Linked DNA regions of Oryctolagus cuniculus: region 1 is linked to region 2. A link is a contact called in public Micro-C data. All regions are on one chromosome and are shown on one strand. Each heading gives the region's core, a stretch centred on a gene start, on an enhancer-like site or on the middle of the called end of the contact. The rest is flanking DNA. Distances are from core to core; before and after follow the strand shown.

What was found. A called contact is a pair of places that touch in the nucleus more often than the background predicts.
Region 1: a Micro-C map of ear pinna shows a contact between it and region 2, with 2.2 times the contacts expected there. The contact joins the promoter of OLFML1 here to the enhancer-like site in region 2. A contact is called at or near these places in 3 of 6 Hi-C or Micro-C datasets (ear pinna, psoas muscle and an unstated tissue).

Annotation. Positions count from the first base shown.
Region 1 is chr1:58,985,086-58,990,251 of mOryCun1.1, forward strand. It overlaps OLFML1 (olfactomedin like 1), which reads right to left and starts at 2,672. Exons shown (of 3, transcript XM_051823924.2): 1 at 2,063-2,672. The coding sequence starts at 2,188.
Region 2 is chr1:58,868,526-58,873,658 of mOryCun1.1, forward strand. The region is part of intron 2 of PPFIBP2 (PPFIA binding protein 2); the gene reads right to left. It overlaps LOC127484219 (a long non-coding RNA gene), which reads left to right. Exons shown (of 3, transcript XR_007911045.2): 1 at 1-4,302. Among named protein-coding and RNA genes, the nearest start is that of PPFIBP2, 85 kb to the right of the region's middle. Within about 2 kb of position 2,691, at least 1 of the 8 cell types and tissues checked has an H3K27ac peak or open chromatin away from gene starts, as enhancers often do. A contact at or near this core is called in ear pinna, where this site is marked.

The sequences.
Region 1 (5,166 bases), core at 1,422-3,921, 120 kb after region 2:
GGCACACCGCGCTGATCCGAAGCCAGGAGCCAGGTGCTTCCTCCTGGTCTCCCATGCGGTTGCAGGGCCCAAGGATTTGAGCCATCCTCCACTGCACTCCCGGGCCACCGCAGAGAGCTGTGGAAGAGGGGCAACCGGGACAGAATCCGGTGCCCCGACCGGGACTAGAACCCGGTGTGCCAGGGCCGCAAGGCGGAGGATTAGCCTATTGAGCCATGGCGCCAGCCCTGCTTATAACTTTAATGAGATGTAGCATTTTATTGAACCGATATCCCATTATTTATTCTGTTTCTTTATGTGTATTTATTTGAAATGCAGAGTAACAGAGTCAAAGCTATTTCAAAAGGAGAGAGAGAGAGAGAGAGAGAGAGAGAGATTTTCCATTTGCTGATTCACTCCCTAAACGCCTGCCACAATCAGGCAATCAGGGCTGGGCCAGGCCAAAGCCAAGAGCCCCAAACTCAACCTGAGTCTCCAGTGGATTGCAGGGATGCAAGTACTTGAGCCATCATGTGCTGCCTCCCAGAGTGCACATGAGCAAGAAGTTATAACCAGGAAGGGTTGGGTTTTGATCCTAGGCACTCCAATATGGGATGTGGGCATCCCAGACTGTGGCTTAACTGCTGTGACACAGTGCCTGCCCCTAGTCTGTACCTTACACCCTGTTCTGCAGACTAGCATTGAAGGACAATTGTTAGGGATTTGGCTGGCTGTATTCAGGGCAAGTCAGTGCTAAGTGTTGTATGTAATTCTGGCAGGTTTAAGCAGGTGAGACTGGGGAGGAGGTATCTGAGAGTAAGCAAGGGAAGACGCTGTGTAGCAGATAAAGTGCCACCTGTGATGCCAGTATCCCATATGGATGCCAGTTTGAGTCCCAGCTGCTCTACTTCCTATCCAGCTCCCTGCTAATATGCCTGGGAAAGCAGCAGCAGATGGCCCAAGTGCCTGTGTCCCTGCACCATGTGGGAGACCCAGAAGAAGCTTCAGGTTCCTGGCTGTGGCCTGGCACAGATCTCTCCCTCTCTCTGTCTCTGTCTCTCTCTCTCTCTGTAACTCTGCCTTTCAAATAAATAAAAAAATAAATCTTAAAAAAAGGAAAGCATCAGCAAGAGGCCACTGGCCTGGGAACATATATCTCATCCTCAGTATGTATGGCTGGAGAATGGTGGGAAATGTTTTCAGCCTATTTTATGGATTTATTTTACCCTGGCTCTAAAACTAGATAACCAGATAATTTGGACTTAAAGATTTTTTAAAAAAATATAGAAAATAAGTATTGGAGATAAGAATTTCTTTAAAAGAAGATACATAATTTATCAGTTAACTTGTACAAAAGCAAGGCATTAAGTATGAAATAGTTAATGCCAGTGCTGGGGTGTGGCAAAGTCTAGCATGGAGCATGACATTTTTCCTTGGGAGCCTGTCCACGCTGCAATCTTAGAATTTGCACGTTTTAATGAGGTGGCAGCCCACATGCTTTCTCTCTATTAGCATTGCTGGAATCTGCTTATTTCTAAGTCCAACTCCAGATTGGCAAGAGCAGCAAAGACTTTGCTTCCTGTTACATGGATATTGGGACTGTTTACAGTGACCTTATGATTTTTCATAAACAGATAACGATAAAATTCATTCTTATCTTGATACAGTAAACATGAAGAAAAAATGACCCAAATTTTTAGTTTTTACATTTAACTCAACGAACTATTGAATTTCGGATGTCCAACATTTTGGATATTTACCACCATCCCAAAAATTCTAAGTATGCATTAATTTATTAAATCTTCAGGATAGCCTTAGAAGGCAAATTCCATTTTTATCCCTATTTTACAGATGAAGAAAACTGCCAGATGAGAGTCTAGAGTGAAGCTAAGCTCAAGGTCTGGGAGTGGAAGAGGCAGGACTGTGGAGCCGGTGCCTTCAACTGCTCGACCAGGAACATTTGTAAGCCGTAATCTTAGCAACGTGGTTGTCATTTCCTATCCGGGAAACATGCATCCCAGTAGCTAGGGAAGTGTGGGTAAAACAAAGTGGCTTCTGGGAGGCGTGCACAGATGCCACCTACCTCCAAGACTCGAAAGCGCTGGTAGATGTAATGTACCATGGCAGGGTCCTGCGCACACTGTGGTGGAGGCAGAAATGCTGCAAGGAACAGAAGCAGAAGGGCAGAAACTCGCTGAAGGACCATCATCCTACAGACTTCCGGGCGTGAAACCCCTTACGTTGTGGTTCTAGAAGACGACTCGGGGTCCAGGTGGTGGTTCCAGCTTTGTAGCCGCTGCTGTGGCAAATCCTCAGAAAACAACTTCTTGCACAGCCGCAGAGCAACGGTCACTTGTTGTTCCACCCCATGCATGATCTCAGTTTGCAAGCTGGTGATCAAGTCCAGCTGTTGGTAAATTGGTCCCTGGAGGCCTTGCAGGCCAACTTGGTGCAGAGAGCTCCCTGGGTCCAGTATCTATTTCCCTCACCCTTGACACACGCAGGGACCCTCCCCAGGCTAGTGACTGTGGGCTGCTTTCAGCCCTGAGGCTGTGGATGTGTACATTGGGGTGGAGGTGGGGAGGTCGTCCAGCCCCTATTCCCCTCCCCCAGCTACTGCCTTTTTACTTCTGCTTCCAGCCTCCCTAGTAGATTCTGCAGTCCAATCACAGGCCTGATCCAAGACAAACCACCCCCTCCTTCTTGGAGTTGGAATCTCTTGTAACTTTTGGCAAAAATTCCCAGGATACTTTTCCCAGAAGTTCCACTGGGAGGGAGACCCCACCTCTCTTCCTGATTTCCTTTGTATTCCTGCAGCTCTTAAAGGCACAGCAAAGAATTGAATACCGATCTTTCCCTATCTCTGAAAAGCTATTGCATGGGGCAGCATGGCTCCTTGGGCAGAAAGGTACAATGGGCTACAAGCCTGACTGTCCAGGTGGACAGCTGAAAATCTCAGGGTTGAGCTCAGAATTTTCTTAAAAGAAATAACAACAATTATTCAGACAGTAATGCTTCCAGAGCAAAGCTATCAGGAAATGAAAGTCCTTTGTAAGGAAGTGCTAGAGTTTTCTCAATCACTAAGGTCAGAATTCCTTTCTTAGAATTGCAGGCCAGAAATGTGTCCAACCCCTACGGAAGGCCCTAAGCCAATTGAGATAAATCATATCTCTAGGACAAAGAGGTAGAATCTTCCATTTTTGCCTTTGCTGTCCAGTTCTCTGCTTCTCCGGACCTCTCCCTTCCTGAGTGTTCCCAGCTCTTAAAGGCACAGCAGAGAAATGGTTTCCCCATGGTTCTTTCTCAATTACCTACCAAAATGGGGAACTGTGGGACATCTATGGACTATGGAGAAGGCTCTGACCAGAACTCAGAAGAGCCAGGTTTGCATTCAGTCTCTGAAAGAGGTGCTAAAGACTGAGAATTTCCCACTTGTCCCCTCTGAATGTGGATGTTTCTCTCCACCTCTCTTTCATATGGTCTAAGCATTTGGGGGCTGGCGCTGTGGCACAGCAGGTAAACCTGCCTCCTGCAGTGCCAGCATCCCATATGGGTGCAGGTTCCAGTCTTGCCTGTTCTACTTCCAATCTGGCTCTTTGCTGTGGCCTGGGAAAGCAGCGGAAGATGGCCCAAGTGTTTGGGCCCCTGTACCCCTGTGAGAGACTCAGAAGAAGCTCCAGGCTCCTGGCTCAAATTGGCCCAGATCTGGCCATTGCAGCCATTTGGGGAGTGAACCAGTGGATGGAAGACCTCTCTTTCTCCCCCCACCTCCCACAACTCTGGCTTTTAAATAACACATGCATTCTACATTAATGAAGTTAAAGAATTACCTGTGTGTGGGTGGGGAGGGAAAGAACACAGCGAGAAGCTTCAGTCACAGTGCAGGGCTGCTTCCGGGACAACGGCTGCATCTGTGGGATGGGCTTGGAAGTTTCTCCAGCCCTGACAGGTACCTTGTCTCTGGTCACCAGTGATCGCCAACCCCCACAGCACCTGCTCTGCATTCATCAGGTTTATAGGTAAAGTCTGGCAGGTTTTCTTTGATTGACCACACCTGGTCTTCGTTGGTGAGTTTTATTCTTTGCCATCCCAAGTAAAGGCGGCAAATCCCACAGCTGATACTCCTAACCCATTAGAATCAATGAGCTATGGGGTAGAGCCAGAGTGGAAATCCTCATGTTCTTATAACCAGTTTTCAAAAATACAAAAACCAGGGGCTGGCGCTGTGTTGTAGTGGGTAAAGCCGCCGCCTGCAGTGCCAACATTCCATATGGGCGCCAGTTCAAGTCCTGGCTGCTCCATTTCCGATCCAGCTCTCTGCTATGGCCTGGGAAAGCAGTAGAAGACGGCCCAAGTCTTTGGGCCCCTGAACCCACATGGGAGACTTGGAAGAAGTTCCTGGCTCCTGGCTTCAGATCTGCACAGGTCTGGCTGTTGCGGCCATCTGGGGAGTGAACCAGCGGATGGAAGACCTCTCTCTCTCTCTCTGCCTCTCCTCCCTCTCTGTGTAACTCTGATTTTCAAGTAAATAAATAAATCTTAAAAAAAAAGACAAAAACCAGACTCATTTTGGAGATAGTCACAGCTTCCACGGATGCACAGCCGCCATGAGTTATGGTCTTTATCTACTGGGAGGGCGCTGTGCTGGTAAGGATGAAAGAGATGGCTTGGTGCACAGTAGGCTGCAGTTGGGATGAAGTCATTTACTTTGCTCTGATGTCTGGCCTTTAACCTCTGGCCTTCACCACTGTGACATTCGCATCAGTGGGGACAGTGATTAAGCACAGAGATCCCTCTTTTCTCCTCTGCAAGTGTCTGATCCTTCTGCTTGGCTGCCTCAATATCCCCAGAGGGGAAACGTAAGCCCTTTGATATTCACTGTTTCTTCTTTGCTGTGGATAGATTCAGGTCACCAGCTCTGGTTCTGTAAGCCCAGTCCTGAGCTGAACGATTTCCCCAAATGGCCAGCCTGGTTAGCCTACAGAGGCAGACCTAACCAGATCTCCCACTCCTCCTGGAGTTCTTGGTCACTTCCACCACTGCTGGCTCTCTTTGCTAATGTGTCTCCGTAGTAAATGACCCTTGGATTTTCTAGAGCCTTCTGGACTCCCGGGGGTGGGGGCTCCCCTTTACTGAGCGGTGCTAACAGCTCTGGGATTCTGTGAGAGGGCAGAGCCCAACTCAAGA
Region 2 (5,133 bases), core at 1,441-3,940:
ATCGGATCAGCGCGGTGCGCCGGCTGCAGCGGCGGCCATTGGAGGGTGAACCAACGGCAAGGGAAGACCTTTCTCTCTCTGTCTCTCTCTCTCACTGTCCACTCTGCCTATCAAAAAAATAAATAAATAAAAAAAAAGAAAGAAAAAAAGAAAAAAAAAGAGGAAAGCACAAAGTCATAGACAGTTTTGATTTGTTGTTGCTTTTCTTTCTCTCCTAAGAAATCAAGGAGAAGCCTTTATTTCCAAGGTCAAGAGGCAACTAGGCACAAAAAAGTTATCTTTACTTAATGTACACTAAACTGATCTTCTGTAAAAAAAAAAAAAAAAAGAAAGAAATTATCAATTCCCAACTTGACTCTCACTGGGATTAAACATGACAATAGGTCTGATCTGATTTCATCATCATTTAAAAAAAATTATCTATTATTTTTCACTTTATGTTTCTGTGTGGGAACAAACTTGAAATCCTTACTTAAGGTATACTAAGCTGATCTTCTGTATATTAAGATAATCGAAAATGAATCTTGATGTGAATGGAAGGGGAGAGGGAGTGGGAAAGGGGAGGGTTGTGGGTGGGAGGGACGGTATGGGGGGGAAAGCCATTGTAACCCATGAGTCGTACTTTGGAAATTTATATTCATTAAATAAAAGATAAAAAAAAAAAAAAAAAAAAAGAGAAAACATGAGAAGAAACAATCAGTGGATAGGAGGAACTGAACAAAATTAGGTCAAGAGAACAGGATGTTGGGATATTCACTAACAGAAGGGACTCTTTGCTGGTGGAACAGAGGAAGTTTAAAAATGATACTGTAAATAAAGCTACACTTTGGGGTGAAGGGAGGGAAGATAGGAGAGTCATCTTAATTTGGTTATTTTTTTTTCTCCAGTGAAATAGGTAGTCACATAGATGGAGAAGGGAATACAAGGTTGGAAACAAATGGTAAACCATGAAAAAGTGCTAGAGTATGAGAGAGAGGAATGTGGGGTTGAGGCAAAGGATCCTGTTGCCAGCTCACACAACTGCCAAGGCTGTGTTGCCCTGGGTACTCAACCAGCTATTCAGCAAATGACCTTTACATGATGTCATGTAATTAAATGCCACTAAGTAAAAGAGGCCCAAGGACCTCTCTTCAAGGAGCTTGCAGATAGGATTCACAGGTGCTAGGGCTCAGAAATGGTAGACTCACAGCTTCTAGATTATATTGGGGAATCTGATGGGTAGGCACATGATGTGTATTGGCTAGAAATAGGAGATGCCCATAGGAAACTGGACAGCTAGAGAAAGCTCTTGAGTAACCATTCCCATTGTTGCTCTCTGTATAGTCTTGAAAAACCTTTCTACTCAGAATCAAGGTTGTGTGCACGGCTCTGGTGTAACAGGGGTTGTCAGTCATGACTGATGTCCTCAGCCCCATAACATAATTACAAAGTGCTTTTTAATCATTTTGCATTTATTGGATTACTTATCCATAGCTGATAGTCAAGGAAACGGAATCTCAGGATGGTTAAATAAGTTGTTCAAGGTCACACAAAGCTAAGAAATGGACTCAAGGAGTCTGGATCTATGATCTGTATTCTTAACCATGAGCTTTCACAGAAGCTACTGCCTACTTCTCCAGCATCCACTGCAGTTCAATATGAACGCAAGGTGACATCTGGAGTGAGGATGCTTGTGCTGCTATTTGTCTTCCCACCTGAGCGACCAGCACCAGATGACAAAGAAAAAAAATCCCACATTATTAGCCTGAGTTCATTCCACATTCTACTGCAGAACCTGAGCCAATTACAAGGTGGACCCATGGAAAATCCATTTTCTTCATGAATCAGGTTTTGAATTTGGCTTAAACACACACACACACACATACACAGAGGTGGAAGCCAGGGAGCAATGTGAAGATGCAGACAGTGCTGTGGTTTCTTTTCCTGGGAAAATGAGCTCCTGCTCAGAGGGCAGTGCGTGGGCCCCAGAGACCCTGCTGGGAGCTATTTTTAGAAACTCTCTCAAGGTTGTGTGGGTTGGATCCACTGAATTCAATGCAGGACAGGTGGGAGCTGTTTGACTCAGGAACCAAACAGGCAAGAGAGCCAAGACCTTGGGGTACATGTGGCAGGAATTACCTGGTTCCAAGGCTTTATCTGCTAGGAGAATAAAATGAAGGATGGGCTGGAGCCAGGCTTCATCCAGCAACCACAGCCAAGCTGTCCAGAGCCAATGGGGCCTCTACCCACCCATCGGGGGTCAGGTTACAGCTGCCTCTTCTATATGCTGGGTTTGGGACATCGAGTTGGAACATGGGAAGGGACTGAAAAGGCTAACATGCACTGCTAGGAGAGAACCAACCTGTCCTGCCTCTTGGTCTTTCAATCCTTCCCCCTCTTCCTGGAAACAACCGACAGCATTGAATAGCAGATGTTTCCTACCCGCATGATACTACACTCAGCATTTTACATGCTTTACCTTAATTCTCACAAAATCTGTACGTGGCAGACACTATTATCCTCCCTATTTCACAGACAGAGGAATGCAGGCTTTTGAAGTAATCTACCTGAGATCACGTAGCTGGAAAACGTGGAAAAGCCAGGATTCTCATTTGGCCTCACTCCACAGTGCGTGTTCTTACCCGTAACAGTACACACTATCCTGTCCCTCATAAGCCTCAGAAGGTGTTTTTTGGTGCTTGGGTTTTCTCCTGAGCAAATATTTCTCCTCAAGCTCTGTGCCTCCCTAAACATAGGAAATATAGGTGCCTCCCCCTTGGTCCTGCCCTTGCCCTTCAACTAGTCCAGTAAGGATCCTGGTGGCACAGCCTGGGGGTCTTTGTGGACCAAAGGGGCCCTGTGCACCAGGTCACACCTCATCTAGGCATCTCTTCTCCTAGAACTCACTTCCCTCTGTAAGGGTGAATGAAGAAGACAGTGTTTTCACTTGAAAAATGTGGGTCCAGAGAAACCTGCTCTCCCTAAGGAATCATGTGAGAAGGGGTGGGGGAGTCAGACAGATGGGAAATGCTGCAGACCTGGGCTGGAGGAGCCCCCTGAGGGATGAAGCCAATAAGAGATTCATGGCAAAGTAGGAGACGAGACTGAAGGGGTCAGATTAAGATGGGAATTAGGAGGATGGAGGGCTTCTGGGTTACAAGCCCCCAAATGGGAGGGAGCATGCTCGGGACCTCGAGCAAGTAAGTATGAAAGATAAAATGAAAAAGTTCAGTGGAGCCTGGGTTACAAAGGCTCTCAAAGGCTAAGCAAGCTGAGCAGCCTGTGTTTTCTCTTTCAGACTAAGGGTGAGTCCTAGGGGTTCATGATCAGGGTTACAGGATGAAAGGGGAAATTTTTTATTTTTTAAGGAAGATTTAAGTCTGGCAGTAGTGTAAAGAGTGAGGTTAAATAAAAGAAAAAAAAAAAACACCCAGAGCACACTGCTTACAACAAGGTCCAATATTTTATTCTGCTTTCTACTAATTCTCTTTAAAATTCCCAAAGGTTTGGCTTGTTAAGATGCCAGTTAAGAGGCTCTCCTCCCATTTTTGATCACCTGTGTTCAAGACCGGGCTCCACTCCTGACTCCAGTTTCCTACTATGCCCTGGGGTATGGCAGTAATCACTCAAACAGTTGGGTTTCTGCCCCACGTGGCACCCAGACTGCATTCCAGACTCCTGGCTTCAGCCCCCCAGTCTGGCTGGGGCTGTTGTGGACATTTGAGGAGTAAACCAAATTGGGGTGTGCTCTCTCTCCCCCTCTCTCTGTGCCTCTCAAATAATTTCTTTTTAAATTTATAAAAGTAGAAGACAAATATCTGTTTACTATTAGTCATCCTGGAGGATTCTAAAGTCTCCTTGCTTAGAATTTCTCTCCCAAGCTTCTTACTGTCCATAGAAACCAGGGCTCCAAATCTGGCAAGCATACCGTGGCTGAATGGACCTGTTAGTTAATAGCTGCTTCTTTTCTTCTTTTTTATTTATTTATTTTTAGATGAGAGAGAGGAAGACTAAATAGTGGGAGGCACATTTCTCACATACTTCTCCCTAGTATCTCTCTCATTGGGCTCTTTTAAAAGCTTAAGATTTTGCAAACCTTGGCCAAAATGTTGGTGATCTCAGCGTGCTCCCTGCTGGTTTGATGTCCCCATCCCTAACTAAGCGGGGGCGGAGTGCATGCACAGGGTTGCTGCTGGGTTCTGAACCAATAATTTGCTACATATTTGGCAGAGGACGTGAAGAAAGAAAACTGGACTGAGAGACAGGCAAAAGAGTTCAAGACCAGGCTGCACCACTAACAGCTATGACACTAATAACAACAAGGTTCGTAGCCTCTCTTGGGCTTTGTTAAATGAGGGGTTTGCACTAGTTGGTCCCTTCAAGTCCTCCAGCTCTCTAATTGTGTTTAGCTGCCTTACTTTTCCTAACATAGCTAACCATATACCACATCACAGCTAAGATAATTTTCTTAACACAAAAATCGGACCCTCCAGTGTGTCCCAAGTCACTTTCCTGCTACAAGTCCCCCATCATACATGCCACATCACCCACAAGCCTTGCTGCAGCCATCACTGTCCTGCATGGCCTGGCACCGCCCACCTCTCCCCACTGTTGCTGAGCTGAGCCACACCGGCTTTCTTCCCGTCCTGAAACCTGCTAGATTCCCTCTTGCCTTAGGACCTCTGTACATAACATCTCCTCTGCATGGAAGGTTCTTCACCCTGCTTTTCACCTGATGCATTCCTCCTGTTCTCTCGGGTTTCCGTGAACTGCTATTTCTGTGAGACTCCCTCTCTGACCTGCCTTCTCAATCAATAGCGGTCCGGAGCCTTCTGTTGCTCTTTGCACTTACCGGTTTGTAACCTGAGGTTTACTTCCTGGGACTGTTTAACCTCCATCTCCTGAATGCTTCTACTTTGCCCGCCACTGTATACCCAGTGCCCAGAACTCAGTATTTCCTGAGGAAGCTCTGCAGAGGGCACACACAAATACCATCCTGCCCAGTGTTTGGGAGCTGGGGTCTGGGGACCTGCACCCCCTGCCTGAGCCCGATCCTCCCTGGCCTTCCTCCTGTCCTGCCGCAGTTACAAGGTCAAATCTCTAATGCTGTCTGCTGCTTTGCCCTTTCCTGCCTCTGAAAAACAGCCTAAAATT